Linked DNA regions of Ovis aries: region 2 is linked to region 1. A link is a contact called in public Hi-C data. All regions are on one chromosome and are shown on one strand. Each heading gives the region's core, a stretch centred on a gene start, on an enhancer-like site or on the middle of the called end of the contact. The rest is flanking DNA. Distances are from core to core; before and after follow the strand shown. Region 1 overlaps JMJD1C (jumonji domain containing 1C). Region 2 has its middle 110 kb from the start of JMJD1C.

Evidence for each region. Hi-C and Micro-C count contacts between places; a contact is called where the count stands out from the background.
Region 2: a contact with region 1 is called in a Hi-C map of liver, with 4 times the contacts expected there. The contact joins two enhancer-like sites. A contact is called at or near these places in 3 of 16 Hi-C or Micro-C datasets (hypothalamus, liver and muscle).

What each region holds. Positions count from the first base shown.
Region 1 is chr25:18,655,776-18,660,765 of ARS-UI_Ramb_v3.0, reverse strand. All of the region lies in intron 2 of JMJD1C (jumonji domain containing 1C), which reads left to right. Among named protein-coding and RNA genes, the nearest start is that of NRBF2, 130 kb to the right of the region's middle. Within about 2 kb of position 2,920, at least 52 of the 54 cell types and tissues checked have an H3K27ac peak or open chromatin away from gene starts, as enhancers often do. A contact at or near this core is called in hypothalamus, liver and muscle, where this site is marked.
Region 2 is chr25:18,992,035-18,997,024 of ARS-UI_Ramb_v3.0, reverse strand. No RefSeq gene overlaps it. Among named protein-coding and RNA genes, the nearest start is that of JMJD1C, 110 kb to the right of the region's middle. Within about 2 kb of position 2,059, at least 48 of the 54 cell types and tissues checked have an H3K27ac peak or open chromatin away from gene starts, as enhancers often do. A contact at or near this core is called in hypothalamus, liver and muscle, where this site is marked.

The sequences.
Region 1 (4,990 bases), core at 1,671-4,170:
TTAATTATATGTATAAAGGTTCTACAATTATTGGAAGGAACAGATTTTCTTCGGATAGCCATACAGTATTGCCTTCCTTTTAGCCTCTGTTTACTTTCTCACCTCTGTTGATTTATTCAGCTTGTAACCTAGAAACCAGCTAAAAAGGAAGGAAGTCAGAGATGTGTATTTCTGGGCAGTAACTGGAGTAGTTTCCTCTTCCTCTAGCCTGGTTTAGCTGCCAGAAAAGACCTTTTACCCAACCGAAAAAAAAAAAAAAAAAAGAAAAAAAAATTTAACTCTTCAACTTCCTTCCTTAATGCATTAAGGAAGGTATAAGCCGCAAGAAGAGCCAGTTTGAAGAATTAAAATGCTGCTCTCCTCAAATTTGTGTTTTTTGCCGTCTGAAAGGTGATATTTAATAACATCTCTTACAAGTTGTAAGAACAAGAGAATTTAAGGAGACATGTTGTAAGAGCTAAGCAACTTACGCTTGCTACCAAATGCTTCCTCGGTATTGTTACTTCAGTATTTTTATTTGTTAGAAATTTGTCAGTGTACCAGACCGAACATACATTTATATATTTATAAAAATATTTGGGTTACTTGCTTAACCATGTCCAACTCTTCACAACCCTATGGACTGTAGCCTACTAGACGACTCTGCCCATGAGATTTCCGAAGCAGGACTACTGTAGTTGGTTGCAGTTCCCTTCTCCAGGGGATCTTCGTGACCCAGGGATTGAACCCTGGTCTCTTGCATTGCAGGTGGATTCTTTACCATCTGAGCCACCAACGAAGCCCTATAAAAATATTTATCAAGCCCAATTTAAACATTAGGAAGATACTTAAGGTTTTCAGCTAGTTGCACTTGTAACCTTTATTTATTTCCATTAAGAATCGACTATGTCACAAAGAGTCAGACAGGACTTAGCAACTAAACAACAAAAATGTAGTATTTATGGTAATGGAAAAGTATCTAGCTTTAATGTAACCGTGATGTATGAAATAAAAATGAGTGGTTTTTCGGTACTGATGTTATTTTAATTTTATAAAATTATTAAATTGTGTATCACTAGCAATATATAAATACTGTGGCAGTTGTTAAGTATAGTTCTTAAGGCTACTTGATTTTGTAGGGCACATAGTACTTGAGGAACAAACATTTTTTTAATAACAACATAGTCAAATCTGAAATTTATGCGAGATTATAAAATGCATCTTGTGAAATATTTAACTCATTCTCTAATATACAGTAAACTGTAGAAAAGTAGTATGCCCTGTTTTAAAATTTGATAGTTTATAATATAATGTAATAACCTGAATCAAATATTTGCTGTTTGTTTTGGGCTCAGAATAAGGCTGCCATATTATTCCAGTTGTTTTTTTTGTAAACTTATATTACACTGAATTCTTTTAATTCCATACATGTTTTATGATCACATCTTCAGTAATTATGAAATGAAATACTGGTATTCTATATGTGATTTAATATTCACTTGACTCATTATTAAAAAGTACTTTGTTCTAAAGTTACATTTCATTTCTATCACTGTTCTAAAACTGAGTTTTACTAATATTTTTAGAATAATCACTATTCCTCTCTTTCATCTTTAAAACAAAAAAGGATTGAGATTTTCATAAGTACAATGCATAATAGACTAAATTTAAAATAGCTTTTTTTTCTAGTAGTTAACGTAATGTTTTTTATGAAATGAAGCTGATACATCTGGAATAGATTTAAAGGGACAGGGCACTGGCTGGGAATTGGAAGTTTTTCTCTTAAGACGATTTGATAAATTGGTTGTGTGGTATTAAAATCAGTGTAAATTTTTAGATTTATTGAAATTGCAATACCTAACATTGGGACAAATTTAAAATAAAAGGCCATTCACACACATCATTAAAAATAGGTGAATGTTTTCTTGTACTGGGAGATATCTGACATTCTTTCTTCATATTCAGTGTGTTTATTATACATACAGCACAGATCTCAGTTCAGACTAATCACGTGTCAGGTGCTGAATAGCCATCTGTAGCTATTAAAGGTTTTTATAACTATGAACTATTTAAATTATTCTTAAAAATAATAAAAATGTTTCAGGAATATTTTTTAATCTGCCAAAATAAATATTACCAGTTAGTTTTTCTTTTGAGTAAAGTTGTTGGTGTGGTTGTTGGTTATGTCATTTGATTTCACTTAGATTATTACCCCAGAAATGTTTTAAACTGTTTCCCCCGCCCGGTGTTTTTTAAAATATCAGTGTATTTCCAATGAAAAATGAGTAAAAGTAAATTCTTTACTTGAAAACACACTAGAAAGTATTCTTCATAGGTTTAAAGCTACCTTTTACTTTTGCCCAGCTGAGAGATATTTACGTCTTGTTTTTTGCACTTTCTCACCTTGGTGAATCTGTAAGGCAGAAACTTTGCATTTGCCTTCTGAAGGAGACAGTAAACTTGAGCTCTCAGTCTCGCCACTAGTCTGTCTTTGTCTGTTGTTAAAATTATGAGCCAGTCTCTATGGCGCAGCCAAATGAGTAATCACCAGTAATGTGACTCGTGCTGGAAGTGACTCCATCAGCACCTGTGACGGAGGATTAGTTACAGTTTACAGAGCACCGCCTCTTCCCTTCTCTCAGTGTGCCCTAAGCCAAGTAGTCGTTCTCATTTGGGTGTCTGCGCTGTTGGAAGCTACTGCAGTGTGTTTCCACACAGACAGAGTACAGTGGGAAAAGGCTTTCTCTAGCTGATGGATGGCTGTTCTCTCTATCTGGAGTATCTTACTGGTTATGTAAGCGACCTCGGGAGAAATTATCCTGACCCAGATCGGAGGATGCAGCAGAGCTTCAGCTGCAGGATTTCTTGGTCGTTAACACCACAGTGCTGATGACAAAGAGCGAGTTGTAATCCTCGTCACTGCCAGGACTGAGCCAGAGCAGACAGAAGATCGTCATTTGCTCGTCGGAGACTTGTTAGGTTACAGCCTCTGCTTCGTTCTGTGGTCTTGGCTTTTCTTACTATACAATGACGACGCTGCAAGTGAGCTCAGAAATGCTTGGTTTGAGAGCCCTTTGCCTGTGATTTTTGAAGACTTAAGAATTATTGAGGCTAGATTTAAAAAAAAAAAAATACTGCTCAAGAACAAAATGGAAATGTCAGCTATACTTCTTGACCTTTAAAGCCTTGTCGTGGATATCAGAGATTTAAAGATACTTTAAAATTCTCAAGAATAAAGTACGGTTTGTATTTTTCTGCTTCCTTTTTCTTTTGTCTTAATTTACATTTGGTTTTGCTTCTCGATTTTAGGAATTAAGGTCACTGTCTTTTTCAGGTCCAGCTTTCGTGGTCTTAGTTTTTTAGAATTTTTAATGATTTCATTTGTTTAGAGAGAGATTTATTGTGTCGGTAGTAATTTCCTAACACTGTAAGATAAAAAAAACAAGCTCAGTTGTTTAAAGTATTATAGCAGAAATGTTTTGGGTTAGGGTTTTAGAATATAATGTTTCAAGGGAAGTAGGGGTATTTGTTTTGTGAGGGTTTTTTCTGTCTGTATGCTTGTCCCCACCCCCAACTTGTTTTCTAACAGTATCGTGTTTTTCAATAGACCTGCTTGGGTGGGAATTTGGACTTTGTTCTTTCGAGTCACTCCAATCTTTTTTTTTTTTTTTTTTAAGACTAAACCTTGACTTCTAAAAATGTATCTTAGATTGTTTTCTGCTTTAGTATTTTGAGATTTATATCAGATTTTTGTAGTTTATGAGCCTAATTTTTTTCACTTGGAAAAGAAATTATTAAATGTTAACTGGAGATTGTTAGAAACTTGGACTGTAGACATAAACCTTGTGAATTTCCAGTCAGATGTTAAATGGTGAGCTTTAACATGGTTTGTTTGAGCAGCTGAGTTATGTTTGAGAACTGTAGCTGATTTATTTTAAAAATGTTTTTCGAGGAGGGCTCATCTGTTCGCCTCTTCCTCATGTGAATGGAATGTGGTGCAGCATGGAGCCCCAAACAGGATACAGTTGTTCTAAGCATTCTTCCTATAGCGTGGTAGGCCCTAGTAGAAATGCAGGCTCTCTACTAAGTATTTATTTGACTTTATACTATTTTTAAAGTGCAGTTAACAAAGACAAAGGACCTTAAACTCTCAGTCCATTAACGAAATTGAAAAAGTGTTTTGTTTAGTTGGCAGTTTTAATTTGGATTTTCAAAGACTTTTTTCAGCATTAGAATGAAGTCATTTTGTGATTAGGGTCACATTCTACTGTGACTTTCATCTGATGGTAGCTTGTAGCTTCCCCTTAGGCTGTGGAAGTTCCTCATAGAATGGTATATCTTTAGAGTCTTGAATTACTTAGCTATGCATGAGTTCTAGTTTCTTTGCATTCCAGTGCACCTAGACCCGTGAAATACTACAGATTCATCCAAAATCTGTAGGATTCATTCACTTTTATTTAAATATTTGTTTCTATTTTTAAGCTAATGTCTTTAAAGTGGATGTTTTTCACTTGGATACAAAAATTATTAATGGTTACATCATTGATTTGCCACTTTAGGGAATTAGCATGTATTTTAACTCAGTTTTATATGTTGTTAGTCTTTAATTTTTCAGTAAAGTAGGAACAGTCGCACATTTTTAGGGTTGCTTGTTTAATACATATTGAAACATTTCTTTAACAAGTACTATAAAAGTATTTATCGGCACTTGGGAACATATTTGTAGTTTAAGAGTAATTGCACGTTTTAAAATTTGCAAGTCCTTGTCCTATATGCTATTTAAGAAGCATGGTGTACTTTTGACTTCCATTTGTACATGGTTATTATAAATACTCATGCATCAGAAACAGGCCATTATAAACTAGCCTTTTAACATTTCTGATAGCTAAGATTCTACCAGTGGCTTTCAGTTCGATACCCTAAAATGAGAATTTTTTTTTTATTTTAGCCTGGAAACTAAATTTTTTTTCTCAGTAATTTAAATTATGATAAATTGGCCTATTGAAATTTA
Region 2 (4,990 bases), core at 810-3,309, 340 kb before region 1:
ACGTGGGCCATTGCTAGGAGTGTGGTTTTATTCCAAGTATGATGGGAAACAATTAGAAGATTTTGAGCAGGAGGAGAGTGAGCATATTTCATTTTTACTTTAAAAGGATTGGTTCCTGGGTGAAAAATGAAATGCAGGGTGAAGCAGTGGAAGTGGGGAGAGGAGTTAGGAGCTTATTGCAGTAGGTTTGCTAAGAAATAATATCTGGACCGTTGCTAGTGTAGCAGGTAGTAAGAAGGTATGGGGTTTGTGATGTATCCACATCTATAAATTAGGGCTGACAGGAGTGGCTGATAGATGGATGTAGAGTGTGAGGGAGAGGAATCCAGGGCGACGAGAAGGGAGGAGAGCTGCATTATTATTCGGAAAATATTTCTCAAGGAAGTTGATGACAGAAAACTGCATGGGAGACATTTTGAGGGAAAGTGGGATTAGCGCCCTGACCACAAGGCCCACCATCCTCCTCCTCTCCTGGGGGACGTCCCTGCTAACATAACAGGAGGCCCACAAGAGGGCACACTTCTCTCATCCAGTTAGAATCATGGTCCCCTTCTGTTCCAGTTCCGTCCTCTGTTGAAAAGTGAGGTCAGTCACGGTCAGAGAAAGAAAAATCCGCCTTTTTTGCAGGTTGTGGAAAAACTAACTGAAGGAGCGATCCCACTGCCATTGCCTAACTCTTATTTTATTGATAAACAGAGCCTATTAACACATAATAACAGTCACCATGGAGTTTTTCCTATGCATTGCGCTTTGTGTTAAGCACTTGATTTGCACTATCTCATTAACCCTAAATCTTTACACCACCTCTATACTATAGGTACAGGTGACATTTTAGGAATGGAGAAACTGAGGCACCAAGCACCAAGAGGTAGTGTGCGTGGGCAATTAAGTCACTTTGTTGTGTCCGACTCTTTGCTACCGTATGGACTGTAGCCCGGGTTGTTCAAGTAGGAATATTCGAGTGGGTTGCCCTTTCCTCCTCTCGGCTATCTTCCCCACACAGGGATTGAACCCCTGTCTCCTGTATTACAGGACTCTTCACCGGCTGAGCCATCAGGGAAGCCCATGAGGGAGAGTAACTTGCGACAAAGCAATGGAAGAGCACTGTACCCTGAACACTTAATATTTTGTATGCTTTTGTTTATTCTCAGCCAGCAATTCTTGGGAGAGGAAACGCTAGAGCTGACTCAGTTTCAGCTGGTGACTAAGGTGGGACCAGAAGACCTGTTTTCGTACTTTGCTCGAAATAGGGGGAGGGAGATTTGCCTCGGGTTGAAGGCTGCGAATGGACATATTATTTTGGTAGAGACTACTTAATGACTGAGGATGACAGGTGGAAAAGGACCAACATCTTTTAAAATCATTTTCCTGTAGGTCGTGCTTTTCTTTTCCTTTAGGATATTTCCTCCTCTGGTTTTAAAAATTGTCACAAAACATTTACGCAACGACCTGGGGTGTTATGACACTCTTAGGTCAAAATGTAAGGACAACCTGGATGAAGGACAATTTTTAAAAAAGAACACGGCCTGCCCTCGCCTTGGTTAAATAAATCAATGGAAACGATTTGTTCAAACTGGAGCATCCAACAGACGCAAGCTCTCTGAAACAGCCCGGACTCCTTGGCAAACACCGTTGCTTAGCGAGACGTCAAAACTCCTGCGTGCAAACAAACGCAAGAGGGGCTCAGCCGCCGGCACGCAGCTCTGGTTTCGGAAAAACTCTATGGAGGGACGTGTAGCTCCTCCCTCTCCTGGTTAGGGGTGGGTGAGGGGAGAGGGGAAGAGGAGCGATCTTCCTGGCTAACCTCACCGGCGAGGACGCCTCTCTCCGTGCCGGGAGGGTGCAGAGGAGATAGAGGCTAGTCGCTCCGCAGGAGAAAACGCCAGTCTTAGTGTTGGACCTTAGGCAAGAAGGAGGGGGAAGCCCGCCCTCCGTCCCCAGCACAGTCAGCGCGCCCCTCCCCCCAGGAAACGCGCCCGCCGGCCCCGCCCTCCTCCGCCACCTCCTGGGCACTTGGGTTGTAAAATCCCACGCAGTGGGGCCGACGCGGTGACGGGGCGGGGCGAGGCCCTGGCGCGGCCCCAGCAGTTCCTCCCCCGGCCTCCCCGCGCACTGGCCGTTCTCCGCGTCCCAACCCCCGCCTGCCTCCATCATACCAACGCCCCTCCCCCAACCCCTCGGCGCGGCTCCGGCACCGTGAGCCCAGCCTGCGGCCTTAGCCACCCCACCGAGCTCCAGCCTCCGCGGCCCGCCCTGCTCTCCCCCGCCGGGGGCGTCTCCCGAGTCTGGACCCCAGTTGTCTGGGCTACAGGGAGGAGCTGCAGCCGCGGCAGCCCCGCCTCTTGGGCTTTTGGACTACCCCAGCTCCTTGAACATCTGGGTGCTGGAGTTAACGTTCCAGATGTGGCTTCTGGGCGGCCAGATGTGCGCACTCGCCCACCGCGGGCCGCTCGGGCCTGGCGGCCGGCGAGTCTGGGCGGACGCGTGGGAGGGGCTGGGAATTTTCCCTCGAAGCTGACTTAAAAGCCGTCGGAACCTCAGCCCCCTAGGCTCCCCGCCTAGGCCTCCAAACTCTCCCGAAAAGTACTGCCAAAAGGAAAAGTTTCCAACCCAGCCCCTGCCCCTCGGCCGTGCAGCCTTCGGAGCTTCTCAAATCGGCAAGGAAAATAGAGCAGTTCTATGGGATTCCCCCCGTGGACAGAGGAGCCTGGTGGGCTGCCGTCTATGGGGTCGCACAGAGTCGGACACGACTGAAGCGACTTAGCAGCAGCATGGGATTCCCCCCCAAAAAACCCTGATGTATTGACGACGCGATCCTGGTCTGGCCATGGGACGCCAGGTGCACAGCCAGGGAACTCCAGGTGCGGAAGAAGTTAACAGTAGGCTTGCATTTGGGGTTTGCCCTAAAGCGCTCTTTGACCGGTATGGAGTCCATTTCCGAAGTTGAATGTCGTATTCCACCTGGTACAAGCAGTTCAGAGCAGAAGAAAAGCCAAGTGAACCCTGTGACTCAACTCCCTTGGAATGTGCCTGGAATAATAAGGGGGACTTGAAAGGTTTTTATGGCCGCGGGTAAAGCTGGTGGAGACCAGGCTCCTGCGCCCTCAGTTGGCGGACGGCCGAGGGGGGCAGTGTTGCCTTCTGCAGTGCTGCAACGCCTGCAAACCGGACAAAAATAGTCGGAGTATCTGGTTTAAATCAACCAAAAAGCATTTCTATCAGCTTAACCCACCGTCCGTCGGAACCGGCAGAACAGAACGAGCCAGATATAATCCCGGGACTCTTTTTAACACTCCAGTGAGAGATAAACCCAATCACACTTCACCTCTGGGATTTAAGTGTCCTAATGTAAAACTGTCGTTATTTTATAGATGTTGCAAATTAAACTTCCTTTTCTGAGGTTATGTGTGGGCATGTGCTCAAGCATTTACGTTTACTAGCAACGCTCTGAATGTGTGGCCTTTTTTGGGGGGTGGTGGTGGTAAGTGATGTTGTTGAACCGTGCAGCCCTAGAATAGTAAAAAGTATTCGAGGCCAACATACGGGTTGCTTACACTACTAAATATTGATATAGAGTCGCATTTTCCTCCCTTCACGTCCTACTCAGATTCCAAAGGCAAGTTGGAACAAAAGGAAAACATGTCTGAGTTTAAAGAGAGGACTTGTGCCAAGAATTACAGTCACAGGGTAAATAACCTTGTTTTCTCCTTCATCAGTGGCAGCTACCAAACCCCGCTCTTGGAATGTGGCCAACAGTCTGTCTGGTGGAGGGTGCTGCTAATTAGAGAGAGACCATAAACCTCTCTGTCAAAGAGGGCATATGACCTTCCCTTCAAGTCTAAACAATAAAGCTGGCGAACTGCAGACTGCACTCTCTCGCAGGCTGCCCTGCGGATTCCCTAAATAGGAACAGGATGAAGGCCAGGCTTAAGAGGTTACCATAGCTCTGCTCTCACACTTTGAGGAATCGGTCACTCCACTTCCCAGTATAACTTGTTTCAATTACTCTCGACAATCTATTTAGAGGAGAGCAGCTTGCAGAGAGAACTCATTGTCTAACCTAAATGAGGAAGCAATTATTACTTGCTTGCAGTCTAATACGCTTTGAGACTGTCAGGTCAAATATCAACCAGATCTCATATAACTTTACTTTGCACTAGGGAAGATATATTTCCTTTTAAAGACAATTATGTATGCTTGCTTTTCTGAATCACCCCTTTTATTCTAATAAGTTTACAAAATTAAGGTTCCCCCCTCTTCAATATTCTTTTCTAATTTTAGGATTTGTTATTCTAAGGAAAACAACCACAGCCTCTTCTGTACGTTGCTTAATGTTAAATTACACTTTAAAAACTTTGGCTTTTTAAATGGGTTATCTTGTCAGTTCAGCTCAGTCGTGTCCGACTCTTCGCGACCCCTTCTCAGAATATAGCAAAATAAAGAGTTCCCCGAATCTTCCTTTCTTTGTCTAATTTCCCTCCCTGGGAGCCCCCTGCAAACTTTAATTTTATACAAGGTTTTGTAAACTAACAATAATTCAGTTCCACTTTCCTAGAACATAGGGAAACTGTTGCCTGCTATATATCCCACCGTACTTGCTTTCTACTGAAAAGACAATGAAATTCATCTCCTGTGTAAAAAGTCATTTGGCCCTTTTCTGTTTTACTAGTTAAAACCTAGGTTTATTAGTTAAAACACGAAAATTCTTGTTGTGAACAGAGCACATAAAAGGCTTTACAAGGTGTGGTTTGAAGAGAGAAAGTGGCAGAGCAAACGCTGGTGGGAAGGTGGGGAAGGAAAGCACTTCCTGAGTGGATGCTCCTCCCGGCTGAGCCACATCCTCTCTTCAGATCTCTTCCTGTTTGTCTCAGCCAATAACTGATAGTAAATGTGGTCTTTTTCCTATTCAATTAAAAAGCATCCTTTCTCTCCTTGCCGAAGTTACCCTAAGAGCCAAATTTGCTATTAACTACCTTACTCAAAAAACTTC